Regions from separate parts of the Ovis aries genome. Here region 1 is linked to region 2. The links are chromatin contacts, called in public Hi-C maps. All regions are on one chromosome and are shown on one strand. Each heading gives the region's core, a stretch centred on a gene start, on an enhancer-like site or on the middle of the called end of the contact. The rest is flanking DNA. Distances are from core to core; before and after follow the strand shown.

What was found. Hi-C and Micro-C count contacts between places; a contact is called where the count stands out from the background.
Region 1: a Hi-C map of tail adipose tissue shows a contact between it and region 2, with 4 times the contacts expected there. The contact joins the enhancer-like site here to the promoter of IGFBP5 in region 2. A contact is called at or near these places in 3 of 16 Hi-C or Micro-C datasets (muscle, omental adipose tissue and tail adipose tissue).

What each region holds. Positions count from the first base shown.
Region 1 is chr2:218,997,376-219,003,258 of ARS-UI_Ramb_v3.0, reverse strand. No RefSeq gene overlaps it. Among named protein-coding and RNA genes, the nearest start is that of TNP1, 130 kb to the right of the region's middle. Within about 2 kb of position 2,693, at least 4 of the 54 cell types and tissues checked have an H3K27ac peak or open chromatin away from gene starts, as enhancers often do. A contact at or near this core is called in tail adipose tissue, where this site is marked.
Region 2 is chr2:218,685,715-218,691,826 of ARS-UI_Ramb_v3.0, reverse strand. It overlaps IGFBP5 (insulin like growth factor binding protein 5), which reads left to right and starts at 2,985. Exons shown (of 4, transcript NM_001129733.1): 1 at 2,985-3,331. The coding sequence starts at 2,998.

The sequences.
Region 1 (5,883 bases), core at 1,444-3,943, 310 kb before region 2:
GAACCATCTGCTGGGATGAGTGATATCTTTGGTCTTTTTTTCTACAGATTATACAGTCCTTTCCTCGATAATTTTCAGAGGAATCAAAATTTGGTTGGAAGACCAATCATTGTTGTCCCTAGATATCATAATAATCAGTGCTCCAGCCTCATATTTGTATAATACTTCTTGAAACTGAGGAAATAACTTCGGTTATTCTATCTTCTGGCCATAAAACAATCCATCTGCTTTGGAGATTCCTCAGCCCTCAGAAAGATAATTTTTTATTTAAGCTGCAATTAAGTATGATGAAGAGGTATACTTATGGGCTGCACAAGAAGAGATTTCATTGCAAATCCAAAAGAAAAGGCTTTTTGAATTACCCATGCATCGTATTCTTCACTCCTCCCCAGCCCAGTTTCATTAACGTTCATAGACAAGGGTGGATGATAACTTATAATGCTAGTGGATGTTTCCAGGATGCATGGAGCCTTCTCCTTGTTGCATCTCTAGGTATAAAATGGAATTTCTCCTTCCCTCCCATGATCTCTCTGACACTGTACAAAAGGACAGCATGTCCTACTTCTCTCTCTTCCCCTCAGTTACCTCCTCCATTTTTAAGTTGCCAAACAAGTATGGTTTGACAGATGGAGACGGCTACCAGCAAAGAACAGTGTGATGTTTCTTTGTGGCTGTGTCTGTTCTTTCTCTAAAGTGCCACATGGCCTCCAGTGGATAAGTTCATTTCTCCCCTTGTTATGGCTCTATTTCTTCACCACACAATCTCTCCACACTCAATCACATGAGCATCACACGTAAGAACTAGCAAAGAAGTCAGGGAATTGTACTGAGAATCAGAGCTATCCCTAGAAGCCTGTCCAAGGAGGCATATGTGGAACAGGGCAGCCACTTCTTTATCTGTTTATGTTTTCTATATACATGGTCCAAATGTAAGTACCCCTCCCAGCCCTTCATGGCTTATACCAAGATATACTGACAGATGAATAAGGTAGCTAAAGACAGGCAAAGAACTTACATGATACAGAGGAGACAGTCCTGAGGATTCAAAATGTAAGAGGAAAAGAAAGAAATGGTGGTGGGGGAGGAAAGAGGAAAGGAAAAGAAAAGGAGAATAAATTCAAAACTGAATAATGCAATTATCAACCGAAAGCTCATTCTTCCCCCCATTGTTCCTTTAACAAGCATGTTGAGTACTGCCACGGGCTAAGTACTCTGATAGAGGCTTTGAGGCCCCTTATTCCAATTAACTCTCATAACAACTCCATTGGCTAGACACAATACCCCTTTTATAAATGAATAAACTGCTTCAGAGAGTTTAAGAAGTAAGTTCAGTTAATACAACCAGAGACCAAGGAGCAGGTCCTAGGGCTCAGACCTGCCTGGATTCACAACTTTGGCTTCTGCATCACAGAGCTTCCATGCCAGTCATCTTGTCGACCAAATATTTTGACTATCTTAAGATAAGAGACAGTGAGAAACTCAGAGTTCAGAATCATTCATTCAAGGTAACCAATCGTGTCTCTTTTTGATACAAACAAGTGACTCTTGATCCCATTGTGACTTGTATAGATTTAGATTCTAAAAGACACTTGCTCTCAGGACCTACACACATCTCACCTGGGAGATTGTGTTTTTAGGAGGCGGTAAAGCTACCTGGCTCATGAATCCATCCCCAAGAGCTGTTTAGGGGCAGATATCCATCCTAGCCCTCCAAGATCACCCAGAATCTTTAACACACCTGAGTTCTTTATCTTCTTGAACATCTGAAGCTAGAATAGCCCCCTGTTCTAGCCTTCGTTTCTCCTCCCACTTTTTCAAGTTCCTCAACTCAAAACTCACTCCCATTTTTCTCCGTCTGCACCCCAATACCAGCTTTGTTGCCCTGAGTTTTCAGGAAAGAAAGCTCTACCCACTATGTTCTGCACATCACCAAAGAACTCAGATCACACCAAAATAAAAAGGAAGAAACAACTATCAAAGGTTTCCCAATACGTGCCCTGTCTACAGCTCTAGACATGGATCATCTTCTTGGCCCTCACATAGTGAGGAAAATATCAGTAACCTTGTTTTGCAGATAAGTAAATAGAGAAATAAAATGCATTTCCACGGTCACACAGAACTGGTGGAGCTAGGGCAGGAATTCAGGTATTCTTGTTCCAGCTCATTTCCTTCACTATAAAGCCAGACTGGTCCCCAAAAGTAAGCATGAAATGGGTAAGACAACCCATAGGCTCCCAACAAGGGCCAGTTCTCATTACTAGGCAGCAAGCAATCATCCAAGGACAAGAAGGCTTACGGAAGCCTCGTTATAGCATACTGTAGTGACAACCACATACTGTGATCTGCGCATCTCCTTCAATAATTGGACAAATCCTAAAGCAGATACCACCCAGCCTTGCTACCTATCTCAGGCCAATTTCCATCAGATGTTAGAGGAAAAAAACTATGTGAAAAGAACAACTGTGATGACCTTTCAGAAAGTAGAAACTAGGGAGGGAGCAAAAGAGAAATAAAGAAAGAAAAAAAGGGTGTGTGTGTTTTCCTTGAGGCTGGGAAGGGACCCAAGGAGCCTGGAGATGTAATGGGATACAGTGCAGATTACCAAAGTTTTGTTACAGCTGTAATAGCCTTTCACAAAGGCATGGCCCTCCAGAGAGCCATATTTCATCTCAGCTTTCCCCACCGCATAAGACAGAGGGTGAGGAGCTGGAAGGCAGGGCTGGAAACTCATGCCTGAGCTGAGTGAGCCCTGACATCCCCGTGACACTCCCATCAAACCAAAATGAACTGGACCCAAAGGCTCTTGTTTTAACAGGCTTTGAATCTCATCCCTGTCGTCTATTTATTTATTTATTTTTCTTCACACTCTCCTTTCTGGAAACGCATTGCCTAGCAACCTGCTGTCTTATTCTAAACAGCCACGCACACAATTGTATGCATGCACTTGGAGACACCAGGGTAATATCTGAGTGTCTCTGATGGCCTTGCTGGCACCGATGGGTCTCTTGCTCAGAAGAGTTAGGTCCTAGGATGTGTGTTAGTCAGAGCGGAATCTCAGACAATCTCTGTGACCATTTTAGTCCTTCAAGAGACAACAGAAGGACACATTTTTGCCTGATGGTAGGTGGGTAGAGACAGCCCCAAAAGGATTCATAAGAGAAAAGTGGGCACCAGCATTGATCTTATTCATGCAAAGAAGTCTTTGGATCAGTCACCTGTCAGCTACACCAGTGAGTGTTCTGAACATTTTGGATTCAGAGCAGACAAAGCAGAAGAAAATTCACTGATCACTTTCCAATTCAAAGGGACAGGGAGACCTGCTCTGCCTTCTGTTCTGCCATGCTGCTTATACTCTTTTCATAGGGGTAACCCCTGAATTTAGCGTTAGAGGTTCCCACAAGAGCTGCTCCAATGATACAATCATGTCAGTGGAAAGAGGCACATGACATTAATCCAGGACCCAAAGAATCCAGCTATCCAGCTCCTGGGAATCAGACCAATTATTTTAACCTTTTGTTGTGAAATAAAACACAAGTACAGAAAACCACACAAAATAAAAGTATAACTTCACGGCTTATTATAAGGCGCACTGACTGTACTGTGATCGGCACCAGGGTAAAGAAGCAGACCCCCTCCATGTGTCCTGTCTCAATCTCAACTCTCTGCTGCCCTGAAAGTGACCTCTTTCCCGGCTGTTATGGTGACGCATCCTGGTACCCTTTTATAGCTTCAGCACTAGCTTAACCTGCCTGGATACCACAATTTGGTCTTGGCCATTTTTAAAAATATGATATGTCTTTTTAATCTCTTTTCCTCTCTGGTTCTTTCACTCTTTTCAATTCCTTACAATGTATCCGGTAAAGAATCTGGGGCATTGGAGCTGAGAGCAATTGAAATTGGGCAATTGAAAAAAAAAAAAAAAAAAGGCAGAAATAAATGAACAGGCTGGATTTCTCCTTTGGCTTCTCTGTTTGTTTTCCAGGAGATACTGGAGTAGGGAGAGGAGAAGTGTATGAATAGAGTGGAATGGGTATTAGTAGGGCCAGGGGACATTTTTCAAGTATGTGACAGTGTTTTCCAAGCTCCAGACCTCCCTCTATCCCGGCTCCCCTGCCACTGCTGGCAGAACTGCCTGAACAGGTGTGGCTGAGGGTCACTGGCCCAGCCCCCTCCCCAGACAGTCCCGGGGCTCCAGCTTCAGCTCCGAGTGGTAGATGGAAAGCTGCTGCAGTCTCTGGAAGTGAAAAATCCAAAGGTTTTATCCCTGTCAAGAGCAGGTTTGACAAGACAAAGGCAGCCTGGTAACCAGAGAGGCCAGTGGGGACTCAACACCTGCCTGCCCTTCTGGCTCCCCTCCTGGGTTTGCTCAGCCCGAAAGCCTCCCCTGCCCCACTGTGGGCCTCAGTTTCTCCCCTTGGCAGCCTGCAGATGTGAGCATCCATCTCCTGGAAGCATGTGGTCACGCATGTTTGCAAAGCCTGAGCTTCCCTGGGGAGGGAAGACACCTGTGTAAACAGAGCATGGAGGCGCCATGAGCTCGTTGGCTGCGTTCTGAGGGAGGCACCCGGCCTGGGCTGCAGCGCTGATGCTGCAGGGGGAACAATGCGGGCTCTGTTTGCCCAGCTGCAGCTCTCGTCTTCCTCTCCACTGCACCAATCTCGGCCCCCACCCAGGTTCTCTGCCAGGGGGGCCCAGAAAGCATTGACTCCCTTTGGAAACCCCTGTCTGAGTAAAATTCAGTTTGCTGGTTAAAAAGTTCAACGACACAAAATGAGATGTCTTTGAATCAACAGGACCACTCTCATCCATGTGTGTGCTGCTATGGAGTAGAGGAGAGTTTAGGGGTGATGATGTGGATTCCCTAGTCCCAAGTCAGCCCTGTCTCTCCCAGGGGTGCTTAGAAAAGAGGCATCCTGACCCTTTCTTCCTACCACACACTCACCGAGGAGCTCGTGTTGACAGAGGGGAGTCCTTCAAACTCACTTCTAACTTGCATAAATTTTAGTATGTGTCCTCAGCAAAGAGAAAAAGAAATAACTGCCCATCATCTGATTCAGTAAGCTGCACTTTGGCGAGAATGAAGTGGAAATCTGCATTTCCTTCATTTCAGCTCAGAACTGCTTGTCTTTCAAACTATATTTGGCCGAGACATATTTCACTCAATGTGGTCCCAAACCCAGACCCATATAACATATTCAAATGAGCTCAGAAGATTCACTTTCCTTTCGTATTGGAACAGACCACTGTTTCTTCAATTGCAACACTTCCAGTAACTGGACAGCAAAATGCTGTCTTTCTAAGGAAATTTCAGGAATCAGTTGGCTGACATACTCTCAAGCCTAAGCGGCTTACCTTAAATACTTCTTCCCCACCAGCTGATCCTTGGCTAGATTTGCTTGGATTTATTGACTTGGTTAAAGTCAAGAAAGGCCCAGAGTTTTAGAGTCATGAGGAGGGTAGGTCTGGAAAGGAGGAGATGAGGTACTGAAAAACAGGGAGGGTATTTCACCAGAAAAAAAAAAAAAAAACATGTCCTTCAAAGCTTTGTTCTTATCGTACATTACTCCAGACAAGTCATGCCTCCTGCAGAACCTGACCAACTGCAGTCTAGACAGTATGGGAAAGCTGACCACTTTCTAGGGGTAACCCCTCAGCCACCGTCTAGACAGGACTGAGACATCTACCATGTCCTGGAGCCCAAGGGAAACGCGAGGACACCTGGCCTGAACATTGTTCTTTAGAAAACCTAAAAGGTGTGGTGAATTTAGTGTCTCCATTCCAGCAAAAGGAAGCAGAAAGTCAAAGACTTCATAGATCAGATTATGAGAAGTTTTTAGGACTTACACAGGAGGACACTTGCAGAAATCCAACACTATATGCTTC
Region 2 (6,112 bases), core at 1,736-4,235:
AGATTCTGTCCCATCAGCAAACTGTCAACCTCTCAAGACATAAGCCTGTTTCTCCATGGAGAGACAGTACCCCTCTCACTCTCCCTGGCCCCGTGCCGCCCTGCCCCACAGACCAGCTCTGGCTTCCTTTCTCTCTACCCTTTTCGTCTTCTCTGTGAATCATCCCCTCTCCCTTTTACCTGTCTTCACACATTTTACTTTCCAGCCACTGGAAGTCGGCTAGACAAAAAGACGTGTCACTGAGGCCGTCTCTCTCAGAATAGAGGGTGGCTGGAACTAGGCAACTCATGTTTCTCTGGAAGCAGCACCACAATCTCCCCATTCATCTGAAATGCTACCAGTGTGCCCAGAGCCGGCTTTGCCGCGGAGTCGGTGCAGAAATAGGAGCAGGGGCCGGGACACACACAACACCCTGTCCGAACCTGACACAAAGGGGAAAATAATACGTGATCTCCCTCACTCCTCAAATATTCCAACCAGAGTTGGGAATATTACTTTTCCTCCTACCTTACCGAGCCCCTAGACACAGAGGAGAAGCAATACTAACGAGCCTTGCTTGCTTTTGCTTTTTTTTTTAATCATTACACACAGCTCCTCCTCCCTCTCCCAGCCAACACTTAAAGCCCCTCTGGCAATATAAACAAAAGAAAACTTAAAATTTTTGCCTTGATTTTAAAATGTGCCTTTCAGCAAGTAGGTAAGTAGGAAGAGAGATCAGGATCTGAGGGTGTTAACAGCATAGAGTGAGATGCTTCTGAACCCAACCGGGAAGACAATTATTTTCTACCAGCAGAAGCAATTCTTATCGTAGAGGAGGGTGCAGTCTAGTGGCAAACTTCATGAAATGCAACCCCTTCTCCAAAGGGAAGTTAGAGCCCTTCCAGAGCAACGAGAAATGTAAAAGGGCTGACAGTGCTGACCCAAGTTCCCCCAAACAGGACAGCCACAGCTGCTCAGCCCTCAGATGGGGCTCCGAAGGCCACACCCCCATGCCAAGTGCAGGGAAACACTAAAACCCCCACCTTCCTTCTTTGAAGGCATTCACTTTCTTTCCTTTCACTAAGGAAAGAAGGGTTCCTAGGATTCCCAGAGATCCTCTGAGGTTTGAAAAGGGATCACGGTGTTTCCCGTCGGGATCTGCTGGTCTTGTGGTACGCCAGCAGCTCCAATTCCTGGGCTATGCCTGCTCCCAGGTGGGTCCCTCATAACCTGGGGTCCCTCTGGTTTGTTACCTATGCCCTCCAGGGCTGTGGCCCCATAGAAATACTCCTTTCAAAGAACCTGGAGGGGGAGGATCACTCCACTCTGCCTTCCTTGCCTCTGACAACCCCACAGCAGGGCAGGACACAGGGGGCCTCCGGGCACGATTTTCAGAACCAGCATTTCCTCCCAAGTGCCAGTCTCTGTAGCTCAGTGCTGCCTATGATGCTGCTGCTATGAATGTCCCTTGGTGCAAGTACACACAGTATGCACACACAACACACACACACACACACACAGAGCTTCCCTGGGCCAACAGTGTAGCTAAAGAAAAACGGCCCCTTCCCCCTACAACCAAAGACAGTCACTTCACCAGCAACAGAAACACTAGATTAAATCCCCTTCCCCAGATTTTTAGGGGGGAATTTAGTGTCTCTTTTCTATTTCCCCTCACCACCCATCGCTGGCCATCTTACACTAACACCCATTCCAACACACACACACACACACCCTTACTTGGTCACTCAGACACCAGCAGACAGCCATTTCCCAAAGCTAAGGTAGCATTTCTTGGGCACTCTATATATCCAGTTGGCTAATAAGAAAATTCTTCTCCCTCCAGCCTGCGCCTTGGCTAGCTAAGGGGTGGGAGGGACGGGAGATGAGTTGCTCCTTATTGTATCCACCGCGCTGCAAGAATTCTCCCCCTCGACCCCCACCTCCTCTCCCTCTCTGGGCAGCTCCAGCCCTGTTCCCCGAGCCCCCCTCCCCCGTCCCCTCATCACTTTCTTCCATTCTAGGGAGAGGAGGGAGCTGTTCAGGCAGCGAAGGGGAGCCCCCGTGTGTCTAGAAGGCCTCTCCCCACCCCCATCCCGTGTGAGTTTGTACTCCTTGGCATCCTTGCCTGGGTTGGGTGTTGGGGAGCTCAAATTGCAGCTACAAACTGGCTGGCAGCCAGGGGCCGTCTATTTAAAAGCGCCGGCTCAACCGGAGCCCGTAGTCTCTTTGGAAACTTCTGCCGGGGGAAAAAGAGCTAGGAAAGAGCTGCAAAGCGGTGTGGGTTTTTTCCTTTTTTTTCCTTTTCCCCTCCTCTTCTTTACTACCCTCTCCTCCGTTTGCACCTTTCTTCGGGCTTCACGCAGAACCTGCGAATTTCGAAAAGGTGCTAGCAGAGTGGGAGAAAAGAGGTGTTGGGGGTTTGGTGTGTTTTTTCTTTTTTTTTTTTTTTAATTTCTTGATTTCCACATTTTTCCTCCGCCTTCGCGGCTGCAGCCGCCGCCTCTTACCTGTTCCGCAGCAGCCGCGCGCCGCTGGCAGCTGAGGGTTAGAAAGGAGCAGGGTGTACTTTGAGATTTTAAACAAAAATTTTGAAGAAGAAATCTATTTTTCTCCCGCCCCCCCCCCCACTGCCTCTCTCACAGCCTCCGAGCTCTTTTTTTCCGGTGGTTGTTGGGGGGTGAACCATTTTTGGCTCCCCCGCCGCAATTCTGACCAGGTCAGACTCGTGGGGAAGGGGATTTGTTTCTCCAGCCTCCGATTCCTCTGCATGCACCTGGCGCTGCTCCCTTTCCCCCTACCTGTTGCAAGTCTGTAATCTTTGCAATTGAGACTTGCTTGCAGGCACTCCAGCCCTCCATCGCTCCCTACATTTTGCAATTGTCCGGGGGAGGGCACCTGCTCTACCTGCCAGAAATTTTTTTCAAAAAAGAACATTGCTCCGCGCTCCCTCCTGGCCCCTCTCTCCCTGCACTCTCGCGCTCCTGCCCCGCCCCAGGTAAAGGGGGAGACTCGGAAAAGATGGTGCTCACCGCGCTCCTCCTGCTTCTGGCCGCCTGTGCGGGGCCGGCCCAGGGTCTGGGCTCCTTCGTGCACTGCGAGCCCTGCGACGAGAAAGCCCTCTCCATGTGCCCCCCCAGCCCCCTGGGCTGCGAGCTGGTCAAGGAGCCGGGCTGCGGCTGCTGCATGACCTGCGCCCTGGCCGAGGGGCAGTCGTGCGGCGTCTACACTGAGCGCTGCGCCCAGGGGCTGCGTTGCCTCCCCCGGCAGGACGAGGAGAAGCCGCTGCACGCCCTGCTGCACGGCCGCGGGGTTTGCCTGAACGAAAAGAGCTACCGCGAGCAAGCCAAGATCGGTGAGCGCGCTCCGTGTGCCAGAGAGCTACACGGCGCACGGGCGGGGGCGGGGGGGGTGGTTGTGGGGGGGCACGGGACAGGCTGGCCCCGAGCGCTCTGCCCAGCAAGTGGCTTAGAGCCGGGGTGCTGGCCGAGAGGAGGGCGGGGAGGGTCCCTGCACTTCGGAATCGGAGCCCCAGCCGATCCTGCTACCCCAGGAGTCGGTCTAGCCGAGCCTCTCCGGGTTTTCGCTCCTTCTCCTCGTCCCTACCCCCACCTTCTTCACCCCACCCCTCCCCCCTCGACTAAACGGTGACTCTGAGCTCCTATTTCTTCTCTAGATGCAAATCCTCAGGTACTCAATCTCCAGTCCGAAAGTGTGCATCTTATATGATCAACTCCCTCTCCACCACCTCCAATATGCTGTGGGTTTTGTTTTTTTTCTGAACTTGAAAAAAAAATGCCTTTTGTTAAAATATTGCTTCAACTGGGGACCTGGAGAGAGAGGCGTTACCGGTTTTCGGTGCTAATTCTACCTTTGTCCCTCCCAGCCCCCCACCCCCCTACCAGTCCGTCTTTGACGTTTCTATTCTCCTACCCCGCCCCCCCCCCACACGGGCGCACACGCACACTCACGTGCACACATAACACACGCACGCACGCACCCTTGGTAGCTCTTGCCTTTGGGGCGGGGGCTTTGATGCCCCTCCCACGTGCACACTCATTGCTCTTGACTTGATGCGATTGACTGGTCGTATGTAAAAGATACTGAAATGCAAAATATCTCTTTTTCCTCCCAGGAAAGGAAAGGTGACTTTGGGCAAGCTCAGAGGCGGCGGGGAGGTGGAGCAAGTCGGGGGCGGGGGGGTGGGGGTAGTGAGGGAAAGGAATGGGAAAGGTGGGCTTGATGTTCCAGGGCTGGCTGTTCCTGAATCGAGCTCCTTTCCCCTGCTCCTATTCAGATTTTACCTAGGAAGAAAGGTAGATATAGGGCTGGGAAACAAGAAGAGATGTGAAATTCAGACACCGCGGCTTCCCCGCCAGTGCTAATCCCCCACGCTGTCGCGTCGCCCCTCGAGCTCTCAAGCCAGATCACAAGTGGGTGTGGTGTAAATGGAAGAGGGGCCCTGGAAATGCAGAATGCAAAATCAAGGGGGCGGAGACGGAAAAGCCACGCACCAGGCGCCTCCCCTCCACCTCCAAGTAGCCCCGCCCCCAGGCTGCCCCGCCCCCAAATTCTCAGTTCTGGAGTTTAAAAGGTTGACAGAGCTGCTTGTTCAATTGAAACACTTCGGCTTCCTCTTGGAAAGTTACTTGATTTTTTTTTTTTAAGTTTAATGAACTATACACAAAAGTCTGGGTTCTGAGCATTGGTCCTCCCCCAAAGGGGTTAAGACTTGGCTAAATTGCATTTATTCTGTAAGGTATCTTCTTACTGGGACAATGCCTTTCCCTCCTATCTCCGTCCATTACGAGCACCCCAACACGAGTTGTCTTAACTGTAAACTACAGACACTCTCATGTAGGAAAGGAGTGCGTCTGCGGTTGAGAAGAGAGGCACGAGAGCTTTCCTGGGCTCGACGTGGATTCCCGCAAACCCTGCAGGTTTTGTCTGTCCAGCTTTGCAAGAGGTAGCGTTTCTCCAGTTTACGGCCAGCAAAAAAGGGAGAGGGCAATGTGCAGGTCCCGGAGGCCCCTGAGGACGGTTGGTGAAGTTATTTTTATTAAGAGCCAATTTTCAAAGGCGGTCCCGCCCCACCTCCCTTCATCTTGTGAGATGTGTGGAAAAGCTTAGCACCGGCACCGAGGGGGGGAAAGGCATGAATCGATTTCCTGGCTTGGGAGAGAGAGCTCTGGGTAACAATCCGGTCACAGCGAAAGTATGCAAGGTATCGCTTGGCCGCATTCTGGCCCCACTTTTATTTGCCCAGCCGTGTGGTTGGTGTGATGTGGTTGGTGTGGAGGGTGAGCGCGCGCAATTGCTGGGAGAGCAAACTGGCGCATCCAACTTTCCAGTTCAATCCCAACCCCTCCCCACCCCCAACACACACACAAGAGCTTTTGTTCCAAGCAAGATGAGATGCCCTTTAGACTTCTCTGCAGCCCCTTCCTCAGCCCCCACCTTCAAAGTGCCTTGAAGCACGGAGCGGCCTCCCCCTCCTCCCCCCACCCATCCCAACCCCTCTGAAAGACTCCACCTCGCCTAAAGCAGGTGCCTGATCCGCTCCGGTTGCTGGATGGCTGCCCTTGACCGGTAGCTGGAACTGACGCCTTCCTCCCAGACAGATGGGATGGGAGTGGGCCCTCCTGGCTGGAGTTTTTCAGCTTGGGTGGGTCTCCCAAAAGTCGGAGATGGTGCAGCGACAGTACTTAAAGAGAGGAAAACGAACAGAGAAGAGGGAGGAGAGTGTCGGCTCCTTTGGCCAAAATTGCTGACCTCCGACATCCAACCGCCACGCCTCTCTACCAATATCGAGCAGTGTGAACTGGGATTTGCCCCTTCCGATGTAAATTTAGAGACAGATATAGATGACGTATGTACATATACACATATAACCAAAAATATGTGTATAGAGAGATAGCTATAGGGTTTTTTCAACAACAACAACAAAAAAAAGTGCATTTCTAGAATCAGAAATGGGGAGAGAGATGGCTAGCCGCCAAAGCTTGTGGGAGGAAGAGAGCAGGGCCGGCGGGGACTGGTGTTTTGCTAGGCGCGTTGCTGGGCAACGGGAGAGGGAGTGCGCCTTCGAGCCGGGTCCTGGGAGCGCTCCGGGCCCTGCATTTTATTTTGGCCAGTT